Regions from separate parts of the Sus scrofa genome. Here region 1 is linked to region 2. Evidence: chromatin contacts called from public Hi-C data. All regions are on one chromosome and are shown on one strand. Each heading gives the region's core, a stretch centred on a gene start, on an enhancer-like site or on the middle of the called end of the contact. The rest is flanking DNA. Distances are from core to core; before and after follow the strand shown. Region 1 overlaps KCNQ1 (potassium voltage-gated channel subfamily KQT member 1). Region 2 holds the start of TRPM5 (transient receptor potential cation channel subfamily M member 5).

What was found. Hi-C and Micro-C count contacts between places; a contact is called where the count stands out from the background.
Region 1: a Hi-C map of fetal liver shows a contact between it and region 2, with 1.9 times the contacts expected there. The contact joins the enhancer-like site here to the promoter of TRPM5 in region 2. A contact is called at or near these places in 3 of 5 promoter capture datasets (fetal liver, fetal skeletal muscle and liver), 34 of 47 Hi-C or Micro-C datasets (adipose tissue, alveolar macrophages, blood and 17 more) and 2 of 2 datasets of contacts at active chromatin or transcription factors (alveolar macrophages and skeletal muscle).

What each region holds. Positions count from the first base shown.
Region 1 is chr2:1,719,444-1,725,242 of Sscrofa11.1, forward strand. KCNQ1 (potassium voltage-gated channel subfamily KQT member 1) reads left to right here. Exons shown (of 16, transcript XM_021082619.1): 2 at 5,494-5,584. Among named protein-coding and RNA genes, the nearest start is that of KCNQ1, 47 kb to the left of the region's middle. Within about 2 kb of position 2,143, at least 5 of the 83 cell types and tissues checked have an H3K27ac peak or open chromatin away from gene starts, as enhancers often do. A contact at or near this core is called in fetal liver, where this site is marked.
Region 2 is chr2:1,660,666-1,666,646 of Sscrofa11.1, forward strand. It overlaps TRPM5 (transient receptor potential cation channel subfamily M member 5), which reads right to left and starts at 4,270. Exons shown (of 25, transcript XM_021082618.1): 1 at 4,218-4,270; 2 at 1,123-1,193; 3 at 760-886; 4 at 177-357. The coding sequence starts at 4,247.

The DNA of each region.
Region 1 (5,799 bases), core at 893-3,392, 57 kb after region 2:
ACACCGCCGTGCCCCCGCCCTGAGAGACCCCCACAGCTGCCCCTCTAGTGCCCTGCAAAGGCGGAGGGCAGCGTGGTTAAGGCCTCAGCCAAGGCCCGTTCTTGCTTGCCCCCGGCTGCCCCCAGGAGGCCTGGCCCTCAGCGGGGACATCCCACACTCCCAGCGCAAGCCAGGGCCCTGTGCTGAGGTGGGCATGGAAGGTGACAGGGCCCTGGGCATTGGGATGAGACATGGGCATGGCATTGATTCTTGTCCTCTGGACGGGAGCCAGGCCGCTAGGCAGGGCGACGGCCTGTGTGCTCCCCAGGCTCGGCTGGACCCTGGCCGTCCCACCACCTGCCCTGCAGGGCTGCCAAAACAGAATGCATGGCCAGTGTGGGGGTGCTGCTGTCCCCCACCTTGTCACCTTGTGGTGGCTGTGCCATGGGGCTTTGGGGACCAGCCAAGATGGGCCTGAGTGCCTCCAGACACCCCAGGGGCCTCGGGCACGGAAGCGCGTCTGCCGGCACTGAGTGGCCAGGGCGAGTGACCTCCTCACCCTCATGTTGGCGAGAGGGTGGCAGACCCTGTCTTCATCTGTGCTGGCGGGGCTGTCACAGGCCCTCCCCGGGGAGCTGACCCGTCCCTGTGCCCAAGCTGTCCCCTTACCTGTGCCGTCCCTGTGTTTGGGGGGTGTGGGCCGCACCCTGGCATGCCCTGCAGATGCTGGGCGAGCGGACGGGAGAGCAAGGCCCCGTGGGCCCGGGAGGCGGAGGGGCTGGCGGTGGGTGTCCAGGCTGGGCGCGGGTCTCCCTGAGGTCTCCCGCCACCCGCCTGGGGTGGGTCTCCTCCGGGGGCAGCCCCCTCCCTGCTGCCTCGGGGCCAACTTGGGGCAACTGGACCACGGCCTTCCCGCGTCCAGTGTGTCCTCGTGCTCTCCTGGCAGCTGGGGTGGCCGCGCCTGCTCCCAGCTCTCAGCAGAGTCCCCCACTCCTCAGGCTCCTCTCTGCCAGACGGTGTTGGCATGCAGTCTGGGGTGGCATCGGGTGTGGAGAGTGGGTGCCCTGTCCTGGTCCCCTGGAGGCCCCGTAGGGCCCTGACTGAGCCCACGGGGGTGGGCGGGGAAGAGCGAGGAGGAGAAGAATGGAGCGAAGGGGTCTCGCTCCTCAGTGCGTCCTGAGCACACCCTGAAACCTTCATTCATTCATTCAACAAACACTTATGTCCCGGGCCTCAAGAGGGACCTTCCGGGGGGACGGTGGCAGAAGGGCCTTTGCCTGGGGAACCCTCGCTCTGTCTCGGGGCAGCAGTGGACAGCAGGTGGTTGAGGAGAGCTGGGCGGGGCCAAGGGCCCAGCTGTGGCGTCAGAAGTCCCCTCTGCAGGGAAGCCCAGGCCTGTGGGGCAGGGGCTACCCAGGAGGCTGGCTTGGAGTCCAACTCCACTTAGAGAGTCTGTGGCCTGGGAGAGCCCCGGTGGCATTTGCATTTTCCAGGCTTACCGGGCTGCCCAGTAGACACCGAGGCACTGAGGCAGGGAGGCCAGTGGCATGTGGGCTGCAGATTCCGGGGCAGTCCTGGCGGCCGCCTGGTGGTGGTGACCCCCAGGCAGTGGAGGCCTGGCCTTTGAGGAGGTGCTGTGCGCACAGGCACAGCCAGAGCGTGAGGTGGGAGGCCCTGTGTCTCCAGGGTCCCCAGCCCAGGCCACTTTCAGAAAAAGTGTCGGCTGAAACCCTGTGGGGCTGAGGGAGGCCCCCGTCTCTTGGACAGAGAAGTGGGTTTAGATCTCCTAATAGCTGCTTGCTGGGCGTCCTAGGGTCTGTTGACTGGGATTCTGCTCGCAGGGCCTTAGGGGGTGTAACCCTCCCCTCTGCGGATTGCATCGCCCACGGGACCCCTTTAAAGCAGGGAGCCTTGGTGCCACTGAACCAGTCTGAAGAAGAGTCAATCGTTGGGGGCCGGGGTCCAGTTGGGTGAGGGGTGGCCCCTGGGAGCCCCGGTCCGGGCCGGGGTCTGCGCAGCGCGGCGCCCAGCCAGCTTCGCCCGGAGCGGTGCCGGGCGCGGGCTGGGCCCGCGGGGGTGGGGAGCTTGGCGTCCCGTGGGGCGGTGCGGTCCCCAGGCTGGGCAGCCCGGGCCGGGGTGGGGGCACGCGTCCTCTGTTTGTTCAGGGTGTTTGGAATCGTCCAGGGTGACTTTGTGCACAGAGGAGCCCCTCCGATAGCAGGGGTTTGAAGGTCAGCACCGAATCTACGAAACCTCCCGCCGCTTGGCCTTGAGCCTCAGGCGCTGCCCTTTGCCGCTGCCCTGCAGGTCCTGCCGGTGGGCGGTCTTTGACCCTCCCTCAGCCTCTCTAGAGCCTGCGGCGAACACAGCAGCTTGGGATGGGACGTCCTTTGCTTAGTTTCCTTTTTTTTAAAACTGTAGAAACCCGCGCTGCCACACCCGTAACGTAAGTTTATTCTGGGCACCACTGCTGCGTGTAGAGCTTGGCGGCGGCACTCACTGCGATCGCGTGGCTCTGCCCCCGTCACGCCGTCGTCCGTCCCCCAAACCGCATCTCCCCAAGTTCACGCCCTCTGTCCCCACCAGACGCTCCCCCCCACCCCCCGCCACCCCGGTCCCCATCCCCACCATCTGCTTTCTGTCCCGATGGATCTGGCGACTCCAGGGCCCTCCTGGGCGTGGGATTCCGCGGGATTTGTTCTGTAGTGTCTGGGTCACCTCACTGAGTGTCATGTCCAGTTCAGCCTTTGTCACACACGGCGTTTTTCCTGGACCAACACACCTTTCAAAGTCTTCACCGAGTGTCACACACGCAGTGACTCGAGCAGGGCGATGCGGTGCGTTCCTGGGCCTGGCATCTCCGCTCAGCACCCAGGGAGCCTGGTGGCTGAGGTCTCTCCCATCAGGTTCCAAGGGCGCCTCCAACAGGCCGCGTTTCCCTTGCGTGTGACATGCATGGTTCTCATTAACTTTGTCCATGTCACCGGGAAACATCCCGGGGTTGAAAGCTGCTTCCCAGGGGCCAGAGGGGCCGTCCCCATGGACTCCGTGGCTCCCCGAGGGTCCGGCCCGTCCCCTGCCTGGCACGGGTGTGGGGGTGGGTGGGGGGGCCGCCTCCTGCTCCCGGGCGGCCTCCTGCTGAGTCCCGGCCCTGGCACGGCTCCACGTTCTTCTCCGTTCCCAGGGCACCTGCTGCTGCAGACGCTGAAATGAAGTCTGATAACATTCCGGATGTCCCTCGGGCGGGCACCCCGGGCCGCAGCTCCCCAGGTGGGTTGGCCGCCAGCGCACAGGCAGGCCATTGTCCTCTGGGCAGCAGCCGCCTCCCGCAGGCACGCACACGCCCTCCCGGGAAGCCGGGCGGGGCGGCACCAGGGGCCGAGGTGGCCTCTGTGGAGTCAGCGCCCCTCCTCCTGCCCCTGCCCCCCACTCCCCATCCAGAGGGCAGGGCCCATTCCTTCCTTCCCCGGGCCGGGTCTTCTGCTCTTGGGGTCCGTGGCTGCCTGATCTGGGGCCTTGGGACAGGTTGCTGGGACGGGGTAGTGGCCAGCCCTGCAGAGGCAGGAAGGGCTGTCAGCACCCCAGGCTGCTGTGAGCCCCCCCACCCCCCGAGGGCAGGGACCTGATCCCGGCACCTCTGAGGGTCCCGGGCCCTCTCAGGGCAGGTCGGAAGGGACCGAGGCGCACTATTAAGTGATTCCTTCTGAAACAGAGTGGGCAGGCATTTCGAGAGCTGCTTGGCCTTCGGGATACAGCCAGGCTGAAAAAGCCCAGCGTGTGGAATGATGAACGCCACGCCTGCTAAGGGCCAGCGGAAGTATTTTTCAGCAGGTGACCAGGAGATGCTCCTGGGAAAGGGTGCCCACCCTCTGGGTGCCTCCGAGCCAGGCCCTGGGATAAGGACCCCACCTGAGGTGCCCTCCGTGCAGGCCTGTCCTAGGCAGGGCCACGCTGGCCGGACCTTCCCCCTGGTCAAGGCCGAGTCTGGATCTCCCAGCTGCATCCCCTCCCCGAGGTCACCGTGTTCCCTGGGCACAGCCAGACAGGACAGGTGAAGACAGGCCTCCAGGTGCCCCGGCCAGTTCAGGACGCCCCCAAGGCCTCGCCTGGGGCCCCGCTGGACACACGGTTCTCACAGGCTCTCACCCTGCTTTCTGACTGGTGGCTGAGGTCACCCTAACAGCGACAATAAATGGTCAGTTGCCACCCTGGCAGCAAAAGTCCTACAGGGACAGGCCACTGGGGGAGTGATGGTGGCCTCCTGGGCCCCAAAGGACGGGACGCTGCACCGGCTGCGAGGGCCCGGGAGGCAGAGGGCGCCGCCTGGGTTCTGTTCCCGTCCTCGGCCTCGGGAGGCAGGAAGGCAGAGAGCTTAGAACTTTCTAGCACGTCCTGGCCGCAGAAGCTGGAGGACGTGGGGCCCGCAGACCGGGGTCCTGACCCCGAGCCAGCGCCTCACTTTCCTTGCTGAGGGTCACTACTGGCTTGGGACAGTGGCCTGGGGCGCAGGGCACCTGACAGAGCTGCAGCTGGCCTTGCGGGTGTGGGGACTGTGGGTCAGCGGCAGTGTCTGTGTCCGGACCTGCACACCTGCGCGTGTGTGACCTGGGGTGGCAGACGGGGCTCGGCTGAACCGAGGGTCCCTGTCGGGGGTTGTGCTGGATCACCGGGGGTCCCTGTCATCACGGATGTGGGGGCACAGACAGAGATGAGACCACGCGCGTCCTGCTCCCTGTCCCTCCCCGGGGCTGGCCACATCACCCCGTGGCTTGACCACGCATGGTTCACCCCCGGAAGCATAGAGCCCTGAACCCAGTTTCCCATCCGTGGCGTCTGTTGGACGCTGCTGCAGCCGTGACCTCGTGAGGACTCGTGTCATCATCTGCAGAGCCTGGCCGGGTGGCAGTCTGTCCCCGAGCACCTCCTGTGTCCTCACGGCCATGGTGGACAGGCTCTACAGGAGGAGAGGGTATGAGACGACACGCTGGTCCCAGCCTCGGGGCAGGGGGCACAGGGCTGCCTCCTGAGTCCCTGCCTGATGTCCGGCCACGCCGTTGTCTGCTGCCCTGATGACATGGCTACGGGCTGCGGGCTGGGCCTGTGTCCACAGGGAAACTGAGGCTGGGGAGCTGCCGGGCCACGTGGTAGGCACCCTCCTCTGGGCAGAGGCCCCCCGCCCCGTGGCCATGAGGCTGCCCGCTGGCCCTGGATCTCTACACCGGCCACTTTCCAGCTGTGTGGCCTTCTGTGTCTGGCTTTTGGCAGGGAGATCCCAGGCCCGTCCGGGGCAGCCGAGTCAGAACTGCTGCTTAGTGGCTGGGGGACGCCACCCGCGGCTGTGCCACACTTTATGCACCAGTCCCAGCCGACACTCAGGGTTGGCGCCCTGGGAGCCCTTGGACCCAGGGAGGGAAGGCCGGCCAGCCCTCCGCACCGGGGCCCGGGCTGGGTCTGAGGCGGGGGCGTGGGCAGCCTGGCCGCGGGCACTGACCGCCATGTCCTCCTGTCTCGCAGCTTCCTTATCGTGCTGGTCTGCCTCATCTTCAGTGTGCTGTCCACCATTGAGCAGTATGTCGCCCTGGCCACGGGGACCCTCTTCTGGATGGTATGTAGCAACATGAAGGCCCCGGCGTGCGGGCTGCTCCTGGCCTCTCCCACCTTCCATGGCCGCCCTGTGCCTGAGCCCCCCTGCCGGCAGGCTCTGTGGGCTCACCCTGATGCTGGGGGACTAGAGGTGTGGGGACCCCCACGCTGGCCCCCTCACGTGCCAGAATGTGGCCGTCGGGCTGAGAGGGCTGAAGAATGAAAGGATCCTGGGGC
Region 2 (5,981 bases), core at 3,020-5,519:
GCGGGTGTAGAAACGGTCACCGCCCCCGGGTGTCCTGTGGAGGCCTGTGGAGCCCGCCGTGTGGCCAGGCTGTCCCCAGGGGCTGTCCCCACTGCAGACGTGCACCACCGTGGAGGGAGGGCCTGCGGGGACAGTGGCAGCAGGGGCTCTGGGGCCCTGCCCGTGGCGGGCGTCACCTGTGCTCTGAGCCGCCTTCACCAGCCCTTTGCGCAGGACGTCCCGCAGCCACGACTTCACGGCAAAGGGCCGCTCCTCGCCGACCAGCGACACCACCAGGTTGGGGGCCGGCAGGTGCCACTCGGCCAGCAGGAGGTCGAAGAGCACGGATGGGGCCACACTGCTGGGCACCTTCACAAACTGCAGGGCACGACGGCCTCAGGGCAGGGGCCGGGGTGCTGGGCATGGGGTTCTGGCTATGGGGGTGCTGGGTCAGGGGCGCCCTGGGCACAGAGGTGAGGTTGGGGGCAGGGGTCCCGCATGTCTCAGCCCACTGCGTGATCTGGGCGTGGCCGCCCTGCTCAGGGCCTCACATCCCCCTCAGCGAGAGGCCCAGGCTGGATAGAGGCGGGTCCTGGAGCCCCTGTGTGGGGAGTAGGAGGCAGGGGCCAGTGAGTGCCATCACCTCCAAAATTCTGCCTGCCTGGGGGCTCGGAAGAGGCCCACGAGGGAGCAGGGAGCAGGGCGGCGTTCTGGGGAGGAAGTGGGGCCAGGAGCATCACCAGGCCCTGAGGCGGAGCCTTGGGGGGGACCCCCTCTTACCTTGCCTCGCTTCTTCCCAGACCCTCCAAATTCAATCTCGCCCCGGAGCAGGCCCGGCCCCCATCTGTCTCCAGCACCCCCGGGGCCGCCGGAACAGACGCCCCCCGCATCCTGCATGGGGGCCTCCCTGCAGGGACAGAGCCCACCTCTGAGGGCTTGAGGCAGCCCCGCTTCTTCCTGCTCTTCACGAGGGAGTCCCGTCCCCCTGCCCCAGCGCCCCCCGCAGCCCCCACCACATCCCCGCCCCCTCCCGCTCTGCCCTCCTCAGCTCCCCTGTAGCCGTGAGCTTTCCAAGTGCCCCAGGGCAGGGGGCTGCTGAGGATGAGGTGCAGCCTCTGCCCGGCCCCTGACGCCCCCACTCACCCCTCCCTGGGCGCTGCAAGCCCGTCACGCGAGTTGTTGCCACTTCTGCGGAGGTTTTGGCAGGGGGGGTCCTGGAAACCCGAAAGGCTTAGTGGAAGTCAAGAGCCCATCCGCCCCACAGGACAGGAATGGGGGCCCTGCGTGTGCCCGCTGCCCAGGGGGAGAGGAGGCGGCAGGTGAGAAGAGAGGCCTGTACGCAGCTCAGGTGCAGGGGAGCCAGGGGGCCGAGGAGGGAGAGACGCCCGGCGATGCCCAGGTGCGCCCAGGAGGCGCACAGAGTTAAGGCTCCTCTGCCCATCCTCCTACCACCCAGGACCTGCCCCCAGGCCTCACCCCTGGCCAGCGCTGCCCACGGGCCCCACTCCATGCGACAGAGACTTGAGGGCTGCGCTGGGGTCCCAGGACCAGCCGAGGGACAGCTGGATCCCCTCAGCCTGCCCGACTGCGAGTACCCCCAGTGCCCCCCGAGCCCACTGCGGATGGCTGCCTGCCCGGCCCCCCACCCTCCCACTGCCCCCATGTTTTCTCTGCAAACTTGGTGTGGGGAGGGCGGGCCTGCCCTGGCCGTCCCAGAGCCGAGGCCTCCTCCCGCCGGAGGGACCCAAGTCCCCGGAGACCTTGCGAGGCGCTGCCCCGCGAGGCCCACCCACCCCATGAAGCTCGGTCCCCAGGCTCTGGGGGGTGTCTGTCCGTGGCAGGAGTCGGCTGAGGGATTTTTCCAGCTTCTCCTGCGTCAGCCCCTCCCAGCCCCTCCCGGAGGCCACGGACCACGGGTGGTCGGGGCCCTTCGTGAGGGGAGAGCGAACACCTCTGACGGCGGCTCCCATTGTTAAGGTCGGAGCAGACTTTGTTTCTCACACGGGAGGGGGCAGGGCACCTGCAGACATGACACGGTCCTCCCGTGTCCCCCCAACCCCGGTGCCTTGAACTTGTGGAAATAAGCTCTCGGCAGCTGTGATCCTGTGGGGGGAGGGCATCAGGATGTCCCCCAATCCAGGGCCCAGGGTCCTTACACGAGGGAAGGGCCAGGTGGAGATGGAGCAGAGGGGGTGAGGCAGCCACAGGCCTGGGGACGCCTGGGACCACCCTTGCCCCCCGGCCCCCCCACCCCCCCAGAGCTGGAAGAGGCAGGAAGGACCCTCCCCTGGAGCTGCTGCAAGGAGCTCGCCAATACCTTGGTGCAGCCGGACTGCCGGCCTCCAGAGCAGGGAGAACCAGCTCCTGTGCTCTAGGCGCCCCTGGTGCCACCCTGTTTGTTTCAGCTGCCCCAGGGCCCTCAGGCAGCCCCGCCTCTCGTCTGTCCCTCACACCTATGTCCTGTCCCCGGGCACCAGCCTCCAGTAGCAAAACCCAAGGATCACCAGCCTGTCACCCCCCTTCTGCACCCCGGCTCGGGTGGGGGTGGGGGGAGCGGAGGATTTGCATCCACCGACCTCACCCCGGGGCTGGGGCTGGGCTGCTGCTGAGATCAGTTGCTGCTGGTGGGGGGGACGGTGGGGGGGAGTGGGTTGCGGCTGTGACCTGGTCTGGGTGTGGCACCAGCAAGCCCTCACCCAGCCCTCGATGCCGCCCCTGGGGCTGGTGACCGTGACCACATCACACACCACCAGCCTCTCCCAACGGCAGGAATTAACTCCCCTCTCGGTCCTGGAGTCCAGAAACCCCAGATCAACCTGCCCAGGGCCGCACTCCCTCCTGAGCTCCGGGGAGCAGGGGGGCCCTCCTGCCTCTACCAGCTGGTGGAGGGGGTGGTGCCAGGTGGCCCTGGACTTGTGGCTGTGTCCTTCCATCTCTGCCTCCATGGTCACATCCCCTGTCCCAGTGTCCCTCTCCTTATAAGGATGCCAGCCCTTGGATCAGGGCCTCACCCCGCTCCACCACGACCTCATCTTAACTCGTTGTAGCTGCAAAGACCCTGTGTCCAAATAAGGTCACATCCTGAGATTCTGGGTGGATACGAATTCAGGGGACACTCTTTGACCCCAAAGTGAGGCAGCCAAGTGGGGTGTGCTGGCATCAGGCTGGGAGGGCGGGGCAGAGGGGAGCCGATCAACGGCCTCACTCCCGCCAGGGCAGGCCAGCCCTCCCCACAGCTGGATGTGCCCCCGCCCAGGGCGTGTGGGCTCTGGAGAGGACAGAGCGGCCCCTGCCTCGGGGCGAAGGTGCTGGGGTGCGGCTGATCCTGTCCAGCCCCCCGCCCTTTCCTCACTGGGGTGGAGGGGAGGGGGCTGTCCTGAGCAGGGCCTTCCCAGGGCCACGACCAGCACCCTCACCCACGCCCCAGAGGCCTGGGCCTGGCTCCTGGCTCCCCACCCAGGGGGACCGAGGGGCCATTTGGGCTGAGCCCCGGGGTGGCACCGTGCCAGACACCAGGCAAATGGAGCCACCAAGTGGGAAGGACATGCAAACAGTGGATTTGCATGAGCAGGTGTCCGGGGCTTTAACACCATGTTCCTGGAGGGGGTGGGGGAGTCTGGGCTGCGGGGGTCCTAGTACCCCCGCCGGAGTCCCCCCCCAACTCTGACAGGGAGAACAGAGGCCAGATCTCCCACCCCAGCAGCAGAGGCACCAGGGCGCTTGCCAAGGGGCAGATGGCCACCCCTTGTCAGAGGCCACCAGGAAGATGGCCCCAGTGTGGGCAGAGCTGGGCAGGCAGGCCCCGGGAGTCCCAGCCCAGTCCCTCTCGGGCTGTGTCACCCAGACAAGGCCCTCAGCCTCTTGGGCCCACCCCGCCCCCCCAAGATGCAGTGGATGCGGTGAGGAGAAGGATGCTCCCGAGGGCCCCAGGCCAGCAGGCCAGCAGTCAGCGCGGCAGCCCTCTGCCCACAGTGGGGACACGCGTCTCCCTGGGCTGAGGGTGGAGGGCATGGTTTGGGAGGGGGCACAGACGCTCATGCGTGTAAGCCCTGCACCTGTGCCCCGGGTCCTTGGGTCTGGCCCCCAGGGCCACGGGGCCTCCCCTCCTGCCCAGAACCCTCCCCGCAAGCAAGAAACCTGAGAAACCGAGGTGGCGGGGTGGGGAGCAGGACATGGCCCTGGAAGAGGGGCCCCCCTGCTCTCGCTCCACCTGGGGGCCGGCATCTCGGGGCTCCTACCTGCCCTCTTTCTCCCCGGGGCCCGGACATGCGGCTGCTGGCCAAGGAGCGGGATGGAGGTGCCCAGAGCACGGTGCCCGCAAGCCAGCTCGCCCGCCCCTCCCCGCCCCACCCACCACGCCCGGTGCCTGGGCGGCCAATGCCAAGACCCGGGCTGGGCACCATCCGATCTCGGTTTACTGGGGCCCACAGACCTGCTGGCCAAAGCCAGCCTTCCTCTGGCCTGAGGGACCCAGTGGCTCCTTGGATGCCACCAGCCACCTGCTGCCACGAGGCAGCCCCGTATGGGGGTGGCCGTCACCACCTCCATGGACTACGCCTGGGGGAGCCTGTGTCACACCCGTGTCTCACTTCCCACGTTTATCTCTCCAGCAACTGGGAATGGCTGAGCCCAGGGTGTGTGGCCAGCTGCCCTGTGGAGGACCCATGGGCAGGGACCGCCCCTCTACTCTGGGGTCCCGTGAGGCTGGGTTGTCACCCCCTGCACCCCCGGGTGTGCTGCCCTAGAGCGGGCACCGCTGGCTAGCCGTCAGGCTGCCAGCACCCCAGGCACTGCATGGACACTGTCCCTTCAACTAGGGGCAGGCCAGGCAGCAGGGCTTGGGGTGTCCCGGAGTCCCGCGGTCCTGACTCACGGGCCTCAAAGCCCTCGGGCTCAACTCTGGGCCTCAGTTTCTCCACAAAAATGGGGATCTAGGTAGCTCAAGTCTTGAGAACTTTTGGGTGACACAAAAGGAGATCAGAGCCTGGGGGACACTTTTCATGTCCCTTCACCAGAGACCCCAGGCCCCCTCATCCTCTGAGCTCGGGAGGGGTGGGGGACCCCACTAGGCCCTGTGCTCTGGGACCCCGGCAGCCTCACCACTCTGGCCCATTGGCCACCAGAGGGCGCCCCAGGACCACAGGTTGAGTCTGGCTGGCGGAGGCGGTCTGGCCGGTGGAGGCTGCTTCGCTCCTGGACAGGAGGCCCTCGGCCCCGGCTGGCCACGTCCTGCAGCTTGGCCTGGAGCCCGGGGCGGGGGGGGGAAGAGGGGCTGTCTGGGGATCCCTCAGGAAATACTGGATTCCAGACCAGGGCAGGGACCCCACAAGCTGTCAGGGCCTGGGATCTAGGGAGAAGGGCTTTGGGGTCCTGGGCAGAGGATCAGACCCAGCCCTGGCAAGGCCGTGGCACTGGACCACACCCAACTCCGCAAGACCAGCCTGGCTCAAAGCCCCCCGCTGGCCTGGCCCCACTGCCCACGGGAGGGTGTGCAGAGCCCTCGAAGCCGGGGTGCGGGGGGAAGATGGCCCTTGCCCGCCCTGCCCTCTCTCCCAGTCCTGCCCGCTACCTCGGCTCCTAGACGCCTTCTCCCCCCACCCCCAGCCCAGCTCCAGGCTCTGCTCCCTTCCTGCCTACAGCCCCCTGTGGCTCCCTATCCCTCCGGCAATAAAACCCGGTCTCCTGCCAGCAGCTCTGCCCAGCCCTGCCCACCTCCACCCTCACCACCCACTTGTTCCCTCGTCCAGCCTCAGACCCGCCCCTTCCCTCCCCCTCCCCGCCCCCTGCCCCTACAACACTGGCTCACGGCCTGGGGTCTCCGCATTACCTGGTGTCATTTTCAGTGAGCTTGCCCCTCCGAAGGGACCATCCATTCCCTTTATGCCACCTGTCCGCTTCCCGGCCGGCGCCGGCGGAGCTGCTGGATGGACACAGGGTGAGGGGGTGGACAAGTGCTGTGTTTCCGTGAGCCTTGGACCTGTGCGCTCCGCTCGGGTGGGCGC